Regions from separate parts of the Mus musculus genome. Here regions 1, 2, 3 and 5 are each linked to region 4. The links are chromatin contacts, called in public promoter capture Hi-C maps. All regions are on one chromosome and are shown on one strand. Each heading gives the region's core, a stretch centred on a gene start, on an enhancer-like site or on the middle of the called end of the contact. The rest is flanking DNA. Distances are from core to core; before and after follow the strand shown. Region 1 holds the start of Ttc25 (tetratricopeptide repeat domain 25). Region 2 holds the start of Mettl2 (methyltransferase like 2). Region 3 holds the start of Nkiras2 (NFKB inhibitor interacting Ras-like protein 2). Region 4 holds the start of Nmt1 (N-myristoyltransferase 1). Region 5 holds the start of 1700052K11Rik (RIKEN cDNA 1700052K11 gene).

Region 1 (3,352 bases), core at 391-2,890, 2.5 Mb after region 4:
TGGCTCACAGGATCCTTCCTCCACTACTCCAGCTAGTTCAGTGCAGTGACCTTGGGCATGTTACCTAACTTTTATATTCACTTCCTCATATATACAAAGAAAACAATAGTAACCCCTTCCGCTCCCCGACATCCTAGACGGACACACACTGCTTAGAGCAGTGAGTCTAATATCCTAAAACGACTCCCAATCCCTGTAGGGTACAATGGTGTAATTTTCAATAAGGTTACTACAGTACGCCCTAACTTCACCGACAACTTTCTTACAGGCAAGCCTGTGCCAAAGACTTCTACATTTAGCTTCTTGGGCAATCTGTGGCTAAGGATGGGAGACTGAATTTATCAAGAGAAAGGTAATCATGAAACATTTAATGATTGGTCACATTATGTCTCCAACTGGCAGGCATTAGTGAGAAACTATAAGAGAAAATGGCAAAAGTCAGGGTTTATGTGTGACAGTGGCATATCATGGGAACCAGGAGTATGATATCCACAAAATGGACCTCAGGGCTGCTGGTGATGAAAAAAAAATGGTAATTGGGTGGGACTGGAGATTTTTTAGCAGCTAAGAACACTAACTGACTGACTGCCTGCTCTTCCAGAGGACCCAGGTTCAAGTCCCAGCACCTACATGGCAGCTCACACCCCTCAGTCCATTTCCACACTCTAAGAGGGAAGTATGCATGTGGTCCATGCATGCTGGCAAAACACCCATCACATACAAATATTTTTCTTTAAGTGGTGAAGTGTGTGTGTGTGTGTGGTGGGGGGTGGTATCGTGTTGATTTATTGGTTAACAGCACTTACTATTCCTGTAGAGGACCCAGATCTGGATCCCAGCACCCATTTGGTGCTACATAACTGCCTGTAACTCCAGTTCCAAGGGATCCAGTTCCCTCTTCTGGCTTCCAAAAGTACCAGGCATGCATGTGGTATACATACACACAAATCTTTCATCAACAACACAATGGTGGTGGGTCCAGGTAGCAAGCTGGGGTTCCATCATTCCAGAGGCCAACTGCAAGATAGGGAGTTGGCCTCCAGAGGACATAAGGAGGGCACCTTCCTTTCAAATCATAAGTTGGGAATGAGGGTGCACATTGGAAGTCATCTCTCAGGAAGTAGGGGTAGTTCGAGACCACCCTGGTCTACAGAACAAGTGTCTATCTCAAAAGAGGAGCGGAGGCGGGGAGGAGGTTGAGAGAGGAAAGAAGAGAAAAAAAGAAGAGGGGAGAGGAGAAGGAAGGGGAAGGGAAAGAAGAAGGGGAGGAGGAAGAGAGGGAAAGGGAGGAGGGGAAAAGAGGAAGGCAACACAGTAATAGGATCAAAGCGCAACTCACGTTGGTAAAGCTTTGAATGGCCTTAGTGAACTCCCCGCACAGATAAAGCCTCTCCCCCTCTGCCATGTAAGAGGGAAAAGTGCTTCTTAAGATATCACCGTCCGACATGGTCACCCTACTTTTGGAAATTCTGAAGCAGATTCAGAAAGGAAAAGAGGCTGGAGAATCGCCGGCTTGTTTTGGGACAGCCCGGTCTCTTAGCAACCTAGAGAGATAGTCTAACTTCCGGTCCCTCCCCTCCCCTCCCCTGGCGGTGTTAGGCCTCCGGGTGAGCCCGCCCAGCGTGCTCATGCGCCTGTGTCGCCACGCTGCGCACACCGGTCAGACAAGTGCTGAGCGCGTGGCCGGCGGCTGCAGGACGCTGGCGCTCCAGAGTGATCGCTGTTTGCTTGTAGGTTGCTTCTCCCCTCCAGTTGCCACGTGGAAAGCCTCGCAGACAAAGCAAGCCAAGAAAATGAGAATTGGAGGCAAAATTCCAAGTAGGATTAAGGCTTAAGCACTCCAGGTCCCATTAGGAAGGAGAGAGAATTTTGGAACCGGAGTCAGAGGGCTTGGGCAGCCTTCTCTCTTGTCACTTCTTAGCTGCGTGATCCTTGACCAAGCACATTAGGGAACTGAAAAGTACGCGTTCTACCTGCCAAATGAACAGGAAAATAATAGAGCCCTCAGGGACGTGAGGATTTGCATGAGAATGCAATGGAAAGTGTGATGGGTTTAGCTTTCAATGTCACATAGTTATGGAACACTTGCTAATAGCAAGTCTAAACTAAGGTCTAGCCTGACATAATTCTGCAGCCATTCAGGAGTAATGGCTGTGGGGATAACTCAGTTGGTAAAGCGCATGCTAAGCATGCAGCTCTCTGTTTCAGTTCCCCCAACCCTGGTACAGCCCAGTGTGATGGCACCATCTTGTATTAGCCAGCCCTGGAGAGACAGAAAGACATGCATTCCTGAAGTGTCCCCTGGCATCTACATTCACATGTGCACAAGCACACACATGTTCACACACACACACACACACACACACACCACACAGACACAGCAGTACCTCTAAGTACCCATAATATCTTAGATAGCTAGCTCAGTTAACTGCCTCAACTATATTGGTTTTTTAAAACAGTCTTGGAGTTATACATGATTTTGAGCCACCACTTGGGTGCTAGGAGTTAAACCTGGGTCTTCTGCAAGAGCACCAGTGCTCTTAATCCCTGAGCCATCTCTCCAGCCCAGAATCTTGTCTTAAACTGTCTTTCCAGAATTCAGCTGAGCCAGGCTTGGTGGCCTGGGTCTTTAATTTTCTTACTCCAGAGACAGAGGTAGGAGGTTGGTTGTGAGATACAGGCTTTCTGGTCTCCATAACAAGTTCCAGGCCAGCCCTGGCTACACAGCGAGTTTCAAACACAAAAACAGAAACAGGATCCAGCTTAATGGGCATGTATTAGGAACAGAATCCAGCACACAGTAGGAGCAAAGCAAACCGTTTTCAGTCTCTAAAAAAGATGTCCTTACTGGCAAATGTATAAACACAAATGAGCACAACATCTGTAATTCTAGCACTTGAGAGACTGAAGCAGGATTGCCACAAGTTCAAGGCAGCCTCAGTTACATAGTGAGGTGAAGGCCAGCCCAAGTAACAGGGGAGTCTCTGTCTCAAGCCACCATAACTGATTACTTGGGAAAATGTGGTAAAGTCAGAGACTTTCATTAGTGCCAATACCCTTGTTGGTTGTTGATGTTGTTGTTCTTTTGTTTTGTTTTGTTTTGTTTTTCGAGACAGGGTTTCTCTGTGTAGCCCTGGCTGTCCTGGAACTCACTCTGTAGACCAGGCTGATCTCCAACTCAGAAATCTGCCTGCCTCTGTCTCCCAAGTGCTGGGATTAAAGACAAATGCCACCAATGCCCGACTATTGTAGTTATTTTTTAAGATTTATTTATTTTATGTATTTTAAGTACACTATAGCTGTCTTCAGACACACCAGAAGAGGGCATCAGATCTCATTACAGATGGTTGTG
Region 2 (3,635 bases), core at 407-2,906, 2.1 Mb before region 4:
TTAATCAGGAGACTGATAGGGGCTCTTTTTCTGCTCGTTGTCAACACAAGAGACCTGGACTAGAATTGATGAAAGAATAAAAACCTGAGAAATTGGAATCCACCACTGACTGCTTACCTCTAGGCAAAGCACTTAAGGCCCCGTGGTCCAAGTTTAATCGTTTTGGAGACTAGATCACCCTATGCTGCCCAGGATGGCCTCCAATTCAGTGATCCTTCTGCCTCAGCCTCCCACGGAGCTGAGTCTACAGGAATACACCACTGCACTTGGCTAACTGGTCCTTTAACTGCGAAAAGAGGATACTGGGCTACATGATTTTCAAAATCCCTCTCAACTCTACGAAGCTTTATCTAGTCTTATCTACCTAACAATGCAGGCAGGGTGCCTACTTTGCAACTGGAATATATACATATACTTATTTTTGAGACAAGCTCTCATGCAGCCCAGGCAGGAGTGGAACTCTACGTAGCAAGGATGCTCTTGACCCCACTCAACCTCTTGTCTCTGCCTCCCAAGAGATTACACCCCTACATCTTAGGAGGTACGTGCCTGGCCAGTGACCTCGGTACTATAGAGAAACTATCAGTGCTTATTATCATAACCGATGAGCCATCTCTCCAACCCCCTGATGCCTATTACCTTAAAGTTCCAGGTTTACTTTCAAACGCCTCCTAGAAACAGGGACAACCAGTTCTAGTATTTTATAAAGGAATTATTCTTGTCTTCGGAAATGACCTCTTTCGCTTTGAGCAGACTCGTCTCTCCACTCTGCTGCACGCATCTTTCTTTGGTAGAAGTCCCACATCTCCAAACCCAACACCTCAAGAAAAGATGTTATGATCTAATCCTCTCCTCCCACAGTACGTTAGGATCCGACCACATCAATCTAGCTCTGATGGAAACGTCCCAGCAGAAGGTAAACTGTAGAAGCTACCCTAAGATGACTGAACGACTTTACGGTTGCCACAGGCCAGCCACATCAACGCGACACTCGTAGAACTAGAGAGTTCAACAACAACAACAACAAAGTCCAACCCCAATGGCTTCAAGACTTTGTTAGAAGACAGCCCCTTTGCCTCCTAACCCGTCCCCTCCCCGACCCGTTCTGGGCCGGAGTTCTCCATCAGGTCAGTGATAAAACGATCCCGGTGCCCCCATTTTTCTTGCCGTCTGGAGGAGGCGCGTCCCACACTGCGGGCACAACGGAGCGCACCTTGCTTCTCCGGGCACACCAGCGGGGAGCTGTTCTCCTGCACTTTCCTCTCCGCCGCCGCGGCCTGCTCCTCGGACCACTTCACGTTGTCCCTGTGAAAACCAAACGGGCAGCTTCAGGCCCACCGGTCCCGGACCCGGGAACGTCGGTCCTCGGGAGGCGAACGCTTCAGCTACCGCCGCGGGAGGAGGGCCAGCGGGCAGGGCTTTTCTCCAAGTGCTCCGGGCTGGCGAAGAGCCGGGCGAGATGCAGGGCAGTTACCAGGCATTGTGATGGAAGACGCGCGCCGGGTCGCTCAGGAACCGGTGCCCGAACTGCGGTCTCTTCCCGTCCTCGGTCTCCGGCACGCCTTCAGGGAAGGAGGCCGCCATGACACCGGAGACGGAAACGCCTTCTCTTCCCGAAGGCGAGGACTTCCTGTGGGCCACGCCCCTTCCGGAAGTAGCGTCACTGGGAGGGAAGATGGAGGGCGGGGCGGGGCGGGGCGGGGCGGGGCGGGGCGGGGCGGGGCGGGTTCCAAGTGATTGGGAAGCTCAGCGGAGGCGAGTCCGAAAGGAGTCATTTCTCCCTGGAGATGCACAAGGGCGTGCAGCACGGGGAGGAAGTAGGAGGCTATTCCCTCGAGTACGGTTCCGTGCAGGTCCCAAGATTCCCCCCAGGAAAAGCTTTGACTAGCCGACTGTGATGAGACGTGGTCACCAGACCACAGTCCGCGGGGAGGCAGCGCGTGGGTTTTGAGAGCATGAAGCTTCCGTGTTAAATGACATAACCGACCACACCTCCTTGAAAAGCCAGGCTTAATTGGCACAATAAAAATTGTAATTCGTTCATGCATAGAGCTTGTAATATGTATTCAATTTATTTAAATGTATACATTGTACACTTATATACTATACATATATGTATAAATATTTTAAAACTAATAGTAGGTCACTGGTATATAATTTATAATTGCACATTTTTAGCCTTATATTTTCTATTTAAATAAATTTCCCCTTTATGTGTACGCATGGTTGTGCACCACGTGCATGCAATGCTCATGGAGGCCAGAAGAGGGCACCAGATCTCCTCGAACTGGAGTTACAGATGCTTGTGAACCAACATATGGGTACCAGGGATCAAAATATGGGTCTCCTAGAAGAGTAGCCAGTGCCCTTAATTATAGGGCTCTCCAGGCTCTATAATTTCTTTAGGCTTGGTGGCAGGCAGCTTACTTGCTGTGCCATTTTACCAGCCAGAGTTATTGTTGTTGTTGTTATTATTGTTGTTGTTTTTGTTATTATTTTGATACATTTTGAAGGACTATGTAATTCTGGCTGGCCTCCAGCTCTCTATGCAGATTAAACTGGCCTCAAACTCAGAGATGTGCCTGTCTCTGCCTCTCAAGTACCGGGATTAAAGGCATTCACCATCACATCCAGCTATATGTATTTTTTTTTTTTAATATCATGCTCTTTAAAAGCTGTTAGTGTTCACATTCAACAATCCCATTATATAATTTTTGTGTGTGCAGAAAGCTCATTGTCCTTTTACTTGAAGTTCCAACATTATTTTTAATAAGTGAGCCATTTGAAATATATGGCTGCTTCTCTTTCTCTCTCCTCTCCTCCCTCCCTTCTTCCCCCCCCCCGTGTGTGTTTTAATTATTATTTTCTTTTTAAATATAGAATTCCTCTATATAGCTCTGACTATCTCATAACTCTCTTTGTAGACCAGGAAGGTTTCAACTTCAGAGATCTGCCTGCCTCTGGCTTCTGGGTACTGGGATCAAAGATGTGTGCTGCCTCCACACCTGGCTAGGTTTTTATTTTTGAGATTATGACATTACATCACTCCTCCTCAACCCTCCCATATTCCCCTCCTTACTCTTTCAAATGCATGGCTTCTGAAAATGGATGAGTGTGTCACTGTGTACCCTTATCTGGCTTCAAACTCTGGACCCTCCTGTCACGTCTAACTTTGCCAGTGCTGGAATTACAACATGCATTTCCAAATGTTTAACTATTCTAAACTTGAGCTTTTGTTTTTAGACCATTTTCTTTTTTGTGTCTATTTACATCAGTGTATTTCAGTGTATCTATTTACTTCAGTGTATTGTATCATTTACTGAAAATGGTGTGTGTGCTTGGTTTTCTTTTTTAAATTTATTTATTTCTATTTTATGTCCATTGGTAATTTAACTTCATGCATTTCTGTGTGAAGGTATCAGATCCCCTAGAACAGGAGTTACACACAGTTGTGAGCTGCCACGTGGGTGCTAAGACTTGACCCCTGGTGCTCTGGAAAAGCAGATGGTGTTCTTAACCGCTGAGTCACCTCTCCATTTTCTTTAAAAAATTATTTGTGTGTGTGTGTGTGTTCAGAGGAATATCAGATCTCCTGGAGCTGGAGTTACAGGTAGTTGTGAGCTGCCTGATGTAGG
Region 3 (3,627 bases), core at 611-3,110, 2.4 Mb after region 4:
TCATGTCTTTATCACACCAAGCAAAAGGGCAACACAGAACTGGGTGTGGAGACACACACCTTGAATTGAAGCTCTTGGAGGAGGGGAGGCAGGGGCAGAGACAGGTTGATCTGTGAGAGTTCCTGGCCAACCTGGGCCGTACAGTGAGGCCCTCTCAAAGACGATAACAACAAGGCGGGCAGTAATAGAAGCAGACACCCTACATCCACCTCTGGCCAAGTGCTGTGGGGTGGGAATGGGCTTCTTCCTATCTTGGCTTTGGGTTTCTTCCTTCTAGATTTGTACAATGTCATAGAACTTGGGTGGTACAATGTTTTATTTTCCCCCTCCATTGTGGGGTTCAAACCCAAGGACTAGTACATGTTAGACCAGGGCTCTGACAGTCAGCCCTGCCTCCAGCCCTAATTGGGAGGGTGTGAAAGCAGCTGGTGTCCTTTTTAGCTTTTGGATTCAGGATGTGACCAGATCCTTCACTCAAGGTCTTCTGCCAGTCTCCCGGGCCCAGCAACACTCACCCACGACATGGTTCCCGTACAGAAGCTGCTCAAGGATTGAAGTTTTGCCCACAGATGCCTGGCCGCACACGACCACCTTGCAGCTCTTCCCCATGCTTAGCTTTCAACCTAAAAGGACAGAAGCCGTGTGGTGAGGGAAGACAGAATCCAAACAGCAGGCCAGGGAGCATCAGGGAGTTAGCACCACCCTGATGTTTACCGAACTACTGAGCAGTGAGCTGTAATTAACCTCCTTATCCCATGAGTGGCCAGGATTTGGCACACAGCCAGGGTGGGGTTAATGGCACCACAAAGGGAGGGGCTTAGAGAGTGGGGTGACAAAAACAGCTGGCCGGGTTTGTTCCTGTGCACAAGATAGGGCACCAAATACTGAAGGAAGTTCCACAAATACTCCTGTTCTTTTTGTTTGATTTTGGGGGGAGGGGGTTGTTTTGAGACAGGGTCTCATGTACCCCAAGCTGGCTCCCAGCTGATGAAATAGTTGAGGCATATGCACACCAGGCTGTTTTCTCCTTTTAACCATGACTTCCGTGAAGAAAGAAGCAGGGATTTTAGATTCTTCTTGACATCTTTTCCTCAGGGAGAGTGTGCAAATATGGAGAAAAACTTTCTTTCTTTCTTTCGGGGGGGGGGGGGCGGGGTTTCTCTGTATAGCCCTGGCTGTCCTGGAACTCACTTTGTAGACCAGGCTGGCCTCGAACTCAGAAATCTGACTGTCTCTGCCTCCTAAGTACTGGGATTAAAGGCGTGCAACCACCACTGCCCGGCATAACTTGCTTTCTTGAATGACTAATTTGGATGGCAATAAATTCCATTTAACCATTCCCAGTTGAATCCACCGGTAAAATAAAGATCTGACAAGAAACAGAATAAAGAGAAAAGTGCTTCCGAAAGATGGCTTTTACATCCCTTGAACTGACAGGCACAGAGAAAGCTCAGATTTATAAACTCTCTTGAGACTGCAGAGAGAGGTCCTTCTAAAGGGAAACTTCCTGACACAGGCACCCGGGGAGCGCCAGTAATCGCCCCTTCCTCCTCCCCCCAGAAAGCAGAGATCCAGAGGTAAGCCTCAAAGGGGTCCCAAGCAGAAACCTCTCCAGGAGAGTTTCCTGTCGCTCATCTCCACCCCGTGGTGTGAGCCTTTTAGTAAGCGACACTCGAGAGGCTGCCAGAGGCCGCCGCCACAGAGTACCCCTGAAGGGCACCCCTCAGAATCTCAGAGGCAATCACAGGACAACCAAAGTGAATCCGAGACAGAGGCCGCGCTGAGCCCTGCCTCCCAGCTCCATACCTCCCGGGTCCCCGCAGCACTCCCGCTGAGGTGCCCCCCGGAGTGGGCCGGACCATGGGAGGGGCAGCTCGACCGTAAAGACGGCCCTCTTCCTCTGGGTGGAAGGACTGACCCAGAGGTCCCGCCCCGCAACGGCCAGCCTTCAAGACAACTTCCGGCGGCGTAAAGTGAGCGCGGATCGCACAGCGCCCCCAGAGGCCGGCGGGGAAATACCCACCAGAACTTGTGTCTGGTTATTAAGCCGATGTTCCAGGCTCTGACACTAAAATGTTCTCTCTCTAAAAGACAGTGACCAGTGACGTTTCGTTCTATCATCTATGCGACAAGTTTTCTTTTTCTTTTCTTGGCTATGCTATGCTATGAATGGAACCCAGGATCGTGCACATACTAGGCAAATGCTCTTTGAGCCTCAATTTTTTTCTTTTGATTTTCAAGACAGGGTTCCTCTGTGTAGCTTTGGCTGGCCTTGAAATCACTCTGTAGACCATGATGGCTTTGAACTCACAGAGATCCACCTGCCTCTGCCTCCCGAGCGCTGAGATTAAAGGCACATGCCACCACGCTCAACTAACCATGCAATTTTTTTGAACTTAGAATGGAGGCTCACATTTGAATCCCAGCACTTGGGAGGGTGAAGTAGGGAGATTTTCTGAAGACAACATAGTCTATACAGAGACCCTGTCTCAAAAACAAACAGACAAAGAAACCAAACACCCCAGCACCTACTTTGTCTTGTTTGTGCCTTAAGTAGGGCCATATACAAAGGAAAAGCTACAAGTTAGAATGATTGAACCATAAATTCATTGTCTAGAATAATTAGCCAGCCAAAGTAACAATTAAAACCAACCATGATGAATGCTGTTATTGAAGTGGGGTGCTATGGGCATGGCAGAGGGGCATTTAACTTAGAGGTGACAGGTACCAAAGAGGAGGGAGGAAAGGGGGGTGTCTGTGTTCATGTTTGAAGGGCCGAATAGCACAGAGATTTCTGAAGCAGAGGAAATACAAGAACCATGACATTTCTTGTATCAGTCTGGGTTCTCTAGAGTCACACAACTTATGGAATGTCTCTATAAATTAAGGTGATTTACTGTAATTACTTACAGTCTGTATTCTAACTAACCCAATAGTGGGCAGCTGTGAATGAGAAGTTCAAGAATCTAGTAGTTCTCTCAGTCCCACGAGGCTCGTTGTTTCAGCTGGTCTTCTGCCTAAGCTGGAATCCTGAAGTAGTAGGTTCCAACAGATGTGCTGGCAAGTAAGTGCAAGCAAGCAAAGAAGAGTGAATCGCTCTTCTTCCAACGTCCTTATGAAGGCCTCTAGCAGAAGGTGTGTCCCAGATTAAAGGTGTGTGCCACCAGGTCTGGATCTGGAACTTGCTTTGTTGCAGGCTGACCTTACACTGAGATCTGCTTGCCTCCATCTCCTGGGATTAAATGCATGTAACTACCTTACCTGGGTTTAAGCTTTTCCTGGTCACTATTCCTCAAGATCTCCATGTCAAGATCCAGGTTAGAAACCTGTGTTCCAACCTCAAGATCTGGATCACAGGTGTGCCCTGCATTTCTGGATTGTAGTTCATTCCAGATTCGGTCAGGTTGACAAGCAGGGCTAGCTATTACACAGAGGAAATACAACAAGGTTCATGACAGTTTTGGAGCCAGGAATCCCTAGGGGCTCAGTATTGATTGCAGAGACTAGCCAAATAATGAAGATGTGTGGGAGGCCAGGGACCAAACACCACAATAGCACGCCATTGGTAAGTTTATTACAGGGAAATGACACACTCCATCCACTTTTGCAAGAAAGGTCATTCTCTCG
Region 4 (3,181 bases), core at 230-2,729:
TGGCTATAAAAACCAAACTACCACCAGGCAGTGGTGGCACACGCCTTTAATCTCAGCACTTGGGAGGCAGAGTCAGGTGGATCTCTGAGTTCGAAGCCAGCCTGGTCTACAAGACAGCCAGGGCTACACAGAGAAACCCTGTCTCAAAAAACAAAACAAAACAAAACAAAAACAAAAAACAACAACAACAACAAACAACCACTCAATCACACACCCACAAGTCTCTACACAAAAATATACATATGTATACATACATACATACATACATACATATTGGGTGGGGGCGTTAGAGCAGCAGGAAAATAATATGAACTTAAATACATCATTTTTCGTGACTGGCTTACTGATGTACTGATTGGAAAAACAAAGACAAATACAAATTCTCAAATATCTGGCCCATTTCTTCTTCTCTACTAACAAAAGACTGAAATTACTTATAGTAAGACCCTGACCTACACAGTGACCTGTAACAGTACTAATCCCCATACCCGAGAGACAAGAACATCACCCCAAGTTTGGAGTCAATCTGTTCTACATTGTATGCCCCAGGCCAGCCATAGCTACACAGTAGAACCTGTCTAAAAAGGCAAAACATAACGAACAAAAAACCCCAGGGAGACCCTAAAGTACAAGACGTGCAGTAGTACCCCACAAATACCACATGTTCTCCAAGAAGCAACATCAGTTTATTGAAGCTTTGAGGCCCTTCACTAAATTAACAAAGTGAAGGTACAATGAAATTGACTCTTCACCGATTATTTGAGGCAACAGACACTGAATAAATCAAAACATCACATCACTAATAACATAGGATCATAGTGAGTTTATATTTCGGACTTGTCTGGCAGTTATATTTTACAACATAATTATATGCATGGCTTGTATAGCCTAGTGAATTTCCTCATTGAGCGTGAACTACAACGAAATGTTTTATTATTAGTTTATGGCTAGTCACGTTTCTCATACACCTTTATAAGTAACGTTCCTTCTGAACCGCAGCTTCTAGATTGCTCTGCATTGTACTACTGAAATCTACCGTTCAAAATGTTCTTTTCCCCCATCGTGCCTAAAGCAAGGGAGTGGTACACTAAACAGAACTTTTATATAATAAAAGTATTGCATGTCTCCGACCCTTAATATCTGAGCACCCATCCTGGTAAGTGACAAAGACAAAAACCAATCGCTAGGTAGGATCTCAATGGCTTAGCCAATAAGAACATGGGGGTGGGGTTAGACTAAGCTCCCGGTGACTTCCCCGCACCCCAGATACCCAGCTTGTGGGAGACCGGACAGGAATTGGGCTACGATGATCTCGTTACCTCCTGTTGTGGCTGTTGTCCTCCTCGTTCTCGCAATCGCTGCAGTGCTCATGGCCGTTTCCATTCCCTTCCATCATCAGTGGCAACGAAGGTGCCGGCAGCTTCACTGCTGTCTCACTCTCATCCGCCATCTTGGGTTGCGAGAGCCGGACTCCGCGCCCCGCTACATGGAGGGCTCCTATTGGACAGAGGAAGTACGCGCTGTATTCTGGGTTTTGTAGTTTGTGTGAAGAAATCTGCCACTAAGGGTGGCTTGTTTTCAAAAAACTGTACCGATGTGGACTACAAAACCCAGAAATCATGAAGGGACGCTGCCTTGGGAGGAGCGGGCAGCAATTCCGGAAGCCCCTAGGTTCGGCCGCCCTCTGAGACGAAGGGCGCTGTACGCCTTATAGGGTGGTCGCGGGGCACGCTGGGAGTTGCAGTTCCATGTTGAATTAGAGTTTCGCAAGTAAAGGGCTTGCAAAGTCCAAGGTTTTCAGGCCGCCCTTGGTAATCAACAGGCCACAGATGAGCCGTTATCGGCTAACGTTAAGGACCGTTACCATTCCTGGGTAAGTGAAAGACACTGAGGTTCATGGCTGCGATTCTCCAGGAGCTCAAATGCCCTTACAGAGGACTTTCCTATAGGTTTGCTCTCGGCTGCCTTCCCTACTCCAGCCTTTAGGGAGACCTGGGTCTTTGGAAATCTAAAACCGAGAGGCAGTGCATTGAGGTGTGTGGAACACTGCCCCCGAGCCAAAGACTTGATTGCTTGCAGGGGAGGCTTACCATTTCTTGGCTTCTAATTTTGCACTGCGCTCTTCTTCACATTTCCCTTTGATTCTCCTCTAGAGCCTTCCATAACAAGTCTTTTTTTTTAAGATTATGATAATTACACCATTTCCCCACTTCCCCTTTCCTTCCTCTAACCCCTCCCATATACACCCCACCTTGCTCTCAAATTCATGGCCTCTTTTTCTTTAGTTGTTGTTACATATGGGTGTGTGTGTGTTTTCCTAAATATATAAATATAGCCCGTTCAGTAAGCATAATGTTGTATGCAAATGATTTCAGGGCTGGTGTGCCTGGGAAGAACTATTTCCTCCCCCATTTTTAGCCTTCCTTAATTGCCTGTAGTTCTTAGTCTGGGGTTGAGGCCTCACGAGCTCCCCTACTCCCAACACAAGACTTTAATGAGCACTTACACGCCAGGCTCTGGCGTAAGACTTTTTGTACCTGAATTCCTATAATTTTAACAAGCTTAGAATGTGTTATGCCATTATTATTCCTTTTTCACAGATGAAAAGACTGTTCCAGAAAAGTTGGTACATTGTTTGTAGGCGGCAAAATCTGTCTATAAATCTGTATCTACCTACTCTGTGCCCTCTGTAAGGCTTCACCGTCACACCAGTCACACTGTTGGATCCAGGCAACTTCCAAGGACGAATCAGTTATAGCCAGGTAAATGCAGCATCTATCTTAGAATTGCCTAAATGCTTCTGTCCCTCTGGGCTTTGTCCTGTAACTAGCTAGTCTAATCATAATCCTGAGAAGATTGCCCAAAGACAAGGGCTTAGAGCCTTCCTATTTGTGCTGAGTATGCTGGGTGGTGAAAGACTGGGTCTTACCATCAGAGAGCTGCAAGGCCGAAAAGGGAAATGACCTTTGCCTTGGTAAAACTGAACAAGGGAAGAAGCAATTCCTTTTCTGACTCACAGAAAACAACAAGAGCAACAACAACAAAAAAGAAACTGCAGAGCTAAATATAGCCAACTCATCTTACTTGAGCGGCAGGCCCAGAGAAGTAAGACTCCAAAGATGCAAACACTCCTTGGTCATTTCTGTTTGATTTCAGAAAGCAGTCAAAGCTGCCCACTTGG
Region 5 (3,158 bases), core at 369-2,868, 2.2 Mb before region 4:
TTCAATATTGAGAATAGAAAAAGAGCATGCATCATAACATAGGAACCCTTCAAACATTCTAGTATTCCAGAGTTACTGGAGGCACTCCTGGAGTGATTGGCAGAAATTTGTATTAAAGTTCACTGAAAAAGGAATCAAACCTTCTCTGCAATCTAACAGCTCCATAATTTCCAGTAACATCCCCTACACCCGTCCTAACTTTCATTTCCCTTCCTGGACTGAATGCCTGGAGCAAAGGGGAATGAAAAGGTGACGAATTCAAGTTTCACTCACACACACAAGTAAGGAATTAGGAAACTGTTAGAATGGTAGAAAGGCATCTTAAAAAAAAAAAAAAAAGACTGAGAAGAAAACCGAGTTTTCCCTAAGTAGGTAGGTGGCCTTGCTCACTACTTGTCCTGCCCTAATAATCGAGGTCGGAAAGGCAGAGGTTACAATGCAGTCTCTCCCCAATCCCAAGGTCTCTGGAAACATTTCCCAACCCTCCATCCCCAGGCCTGGCCCAGAAAATGAGGCCCTAGCAGTTACCCCATTTAATGTCAACTCATGATCAGAAAATACCCACCCCATCTCTTTCCAGAGGGGCTTTGGACCGGGATCCTCCCAATGGCCCCAAGCCGGGAAGCAGGACCGATGGGGCCTGGTCCCGGCGCCCCTCGCCGGCTCCAAACTTTCCCCAACTCCGGGCCCACCTGTCACGGACGGAGCGAGGGACAGCTCTCGGGGGCGCCCCGTAGGCTGCCGAGGCCTCCAGCTCCCCGGAGTCGCCTCTCCCGGCAGGCCGACCGCCACACTCCCAGGCCTGGGCCTGGTCCATCTTCGGCCCGGCCCCTCGGCGACCCCGCAGCCCTCGGGGAGCACCTCCCGCCTCGGCGCCCAGGAGCTGCGGCACGACGCCGGCCCGGGTCGCAGCCTCCTCGGGCCCTGGAGTGGGGCCCCCGGGACGGTTAATACCCCAGGCCCCGGCGCCCTTCCACGTCCAGGGGCTGAGCTTCTCACCTGCCGCCGCTGCCGCTCCACTCTCCTCTCGGGAGGGGCCCCGACCCGACCCGGCTGCTGACCGCTCCGCTCTCCCCCTGGGCAGGCCCGGGGCGGAGCCGGGGCCTCTCCTGAGCGCCGCAACCCCCCGCCCGGGCAGCCGCCGGCGGCGCCGGGCTCCACGACAGGGCGGGCGGGGGAGGGGGGCCACGGAGGCCGCAGATCCCCGAGCTCGCGTACGGAGCCAGGCGGCTGACGCGGGCCCGGGCCCGGGCGGCCGCCGGGGGGCGCGGGGCCGGCCTCCTGGCGCCGGACAAAGGCCAAGGGAGGCGCAGAAGGGTCTGGGTCGGGCCGAGAAGTGGGGGCCCGCTCGGCTGGGGGCCACTCGGGTGCGGCGCGGAGGGCGGGATGGGGGGGGGGTCGGAACCGCTAGTGCCCAGGACCCGCCTCCGGCCCCTTAATCCGGATCGGTTCGGTCCGGATTAGTAGTGATCGGTGTAAACACACTAGTGAAACCGCGTGTTTCCTCGCGAGATTTGCACGGCTGGGAGGCACGGGGGGGGGGTGTTCCTGGGGTGGGGGGGAGGTAGTGCCGGCCGTGGGGGAGGGGACGGGAAAGGTGTTGGGGGGAGGGTCGCTGCTGCCCCCGGAGCTCCGCCTCCTCCAATCAGCGGCCGCGCTGGCGGGCAGGGGTTAACCAGGGGACCCCGCACCGGCGGAACAGGCCGCGCCTGACAGGGCTGCTGAGGGCGGGCGGCTGGCGGCGCTTGCGGCCCCGCCTGCGACGTGAGGGGTGGTTGGTCGGCTCGGGGGCGCCGGGTAAGCGGCCGGGGCCGGAGCCTCGGGAGCCCGCCTTTGTGGAGACAGAGTCGGAGGCCGACGGTTGGGCTGCGCCTCAGGCCGCGGAGCAGCGTCGGAGCGGCGACCCGGCGGGACTGCCGCGCTCGCCCTGCCTCTCATCTACACACATTTTTTGGGGTGAGGAAAGAGGTTGCTCTGCCCAGCGATGGATCCGAGGAGAGAGCCCGGGAGCGGGGCAAGGGGTGTCACTGAGTTCGCGGTGCCCACCCGATGTCCGCCAGCCGGCCATCCCCCGCAGCCATGGTCCACGTCCCCAGACCCCACGCCACGCCACGCCACGCCACAGGCACGGAAAGCCGGCCGGCGGCTCTCGCCTTCCACGTACCTGACTGGCCTGGCGTCTCCAGGGACAAAGGTGTCCTGGGATCACAGCCGAGCCCTCACCAGCATGCCCCCCTCCAGAGCGGAGGTCGCTACCCGCCCCCCGGGGAACTCTCTCAAAGCACCTAGGGGGAGGTTCCATCTTAACCTCCGGTGACAAGATGGCCCTCCTGGGGTGCTGGGGGCCTGCTCTTCAGAGTGTCTGCTGAGAGGGTGAGCGCCTGCGACAGGAGGGCTTTCCTGCATGGGAAAGGGTTCCACCTCTGACCCCAGCGCCAAAGGGGGAAAAAGTCACTTTCTTCACCTAGTTTCACGAGCCAAGACACGGACTTCAAAGTAACGACTCAGCTTTTTGTTTTCTTCTGATGCTTCCTTGACCAGATGTCTGAACGTGTCTGAAGGACTACAAGGGAATCACAAGAGAAACATTCAAGCTTTTACACAGCCGGCTTGAACTTTTCCAGGCGTTGGCAAGTACTCCAAAGTAGAATTCTGTTATTATTAATTTTTCCACATATTGACTGGACAGAGACCTGCCAAATGGGCAAAGGATGATAATTCCTTTTTGTACATTCTCCATCCTTCAGAACTCAAGTAGAAAAACTCAAATTGGGAGTCATCTTCCAGATCCCAGGCTGCTTGGAAAGATGAACGTTTTGAAGGGAAGAGGGGAAGAGCAAGTCAGGAGCAAAGGGTAGGGAAAGGGGGCAAGGAGGAGCCCCCAGAATGCAGTCAGTCTCAAGCATGAAAATGATGAACAAAAGGAGTGCACTGTGGCTCCTCAAGTCTGCACAGTGGGAAAACAAAGACAGTTCTTTGATTATAGTGAGATCAAGAAAATAACACCCACATTCCCATAACTTGGGAGACTGAGATGAAACAAGATTGCCAGCCTGGGTATCTTAAGACCAAAAGAAAGGGGCCTGGAGAGATGACTCCGTGGTTAAGATTGGCACTGTTCTTGGGTTTGCTCCAAAACATCTACACCCGTAAGGCTT

The links. Promoter capture Hi-C pulls out the DNA fragments that hold promoters and counts their contacts.
Region 1: a promoter capture Hi-C map of neutrophils shows a contact between it and region 4, with 6 times the contacts expected there. The contact joins the promoter of Ttc25 here to the promoter of Nmt1 in region 4. A contact is called at or near these places in 3 of 39 promoter capture datasets (the C10 cell line, neutrophils and pre-B cells).
Region 2: a promoter capture Hi-C map of liver shows a contact between it and region 4, with 4 times the contacts expected there. The contact joins the promoter of Mettl2 here to the promoter of Nmt1 in region 4. A contact is called at or near these places in 2 of 39 promoter capture datasets (liver and pre-B cells), 1 of 484 Hi-C or Micro-C datasets (pre-B cells) and 1 of 9 other capture datasets (adipose tissue).
Region 3: a promoter capture Hi-C map of liver shows a contact between it and region 4, with 7 times the contacts expected there. The contact joins the promoter of Nkiras2 here to the promoter of Nmt1 in region 4. A contact is called at or near these places in 2 of 39 promoter capture datasets (hematopoietic stem and progenitor cells and liver).
Region 5: a contact with region 4 is called in a promoter capture Hi-C map of pre-B cells, with 5 times the contacts expected there. The contact joins the promoter of 1700052K11Rik here to the promoter of Nmt1 in region 4. A contact is called at or near these places in 2 of 39 promoter capture datasets (liver and pre-B cells).

Annotation. Positions count from the first base shown.
Region 1 is chr11:100,543,896-100,547,247 of GRCm38.p6, reverse strand. Ttc25 (tetratricopeptide repeat domain 25) reads right to left here and starts at 1,640. Exons shown (of 12, transcript NM_028918.3): 1 at 1,340-1,640. The coding sequence starts at 1,447.
Region 2 is chr11:105,124,446-105,128,080 of GRCm38.p6, reverse strand. Mettl2 (methyltransferase like 2) reads right to left here and starts at 1,656. Exons shown (of 9, transcript NM_172567.3): 1 at 1,475-1,656; 2 at 1,214-1,305. The coding sequence starts at 1,584.
Region 3 is chr11:100,621,188-100,624,814 of GRCm38.p6, reverse strand. Nkiras2 (NFKB inhibitor interacting Ras-like protein 2) reads right to left here and starts at 1,860. Exons shown (of 4, transcript NM_028024.2): 1 at 1,807-1,860; 2 at 516-623. The coding sequence starts at 609.
Region 4 is chr11:103,026,841-103,030,021 of GRCm38.p6, reverse strand. It overlaps Nmt1 (N-myristoyltransferase 1), which reads right to left and starts at 1,479. Exons shown (of 12, transcript NM_008707.4): 1 at 1,320-1,479. The coding sequence starts at 1,450. It also overlaps a transcript of Dcakd not described here.
Region 5 is chr11:105,179,893-105,183,050 of GRCm38.p6, reverse strand. It overlaps 1700052K11Rik (RIKEN cDNA 1700052K11 gene), which reads left to right and starts at 1,618. Exons shown (of 1, transcript NR_027956.1): 1 at 1,618-3,158. Tlk2 (tousled-like kinase 2 (Arabidopsis)) reads right to left here and starts at 1,524. Exons shown (of 22, transcript NM_001112705.2): 1 at 1,000-1,524.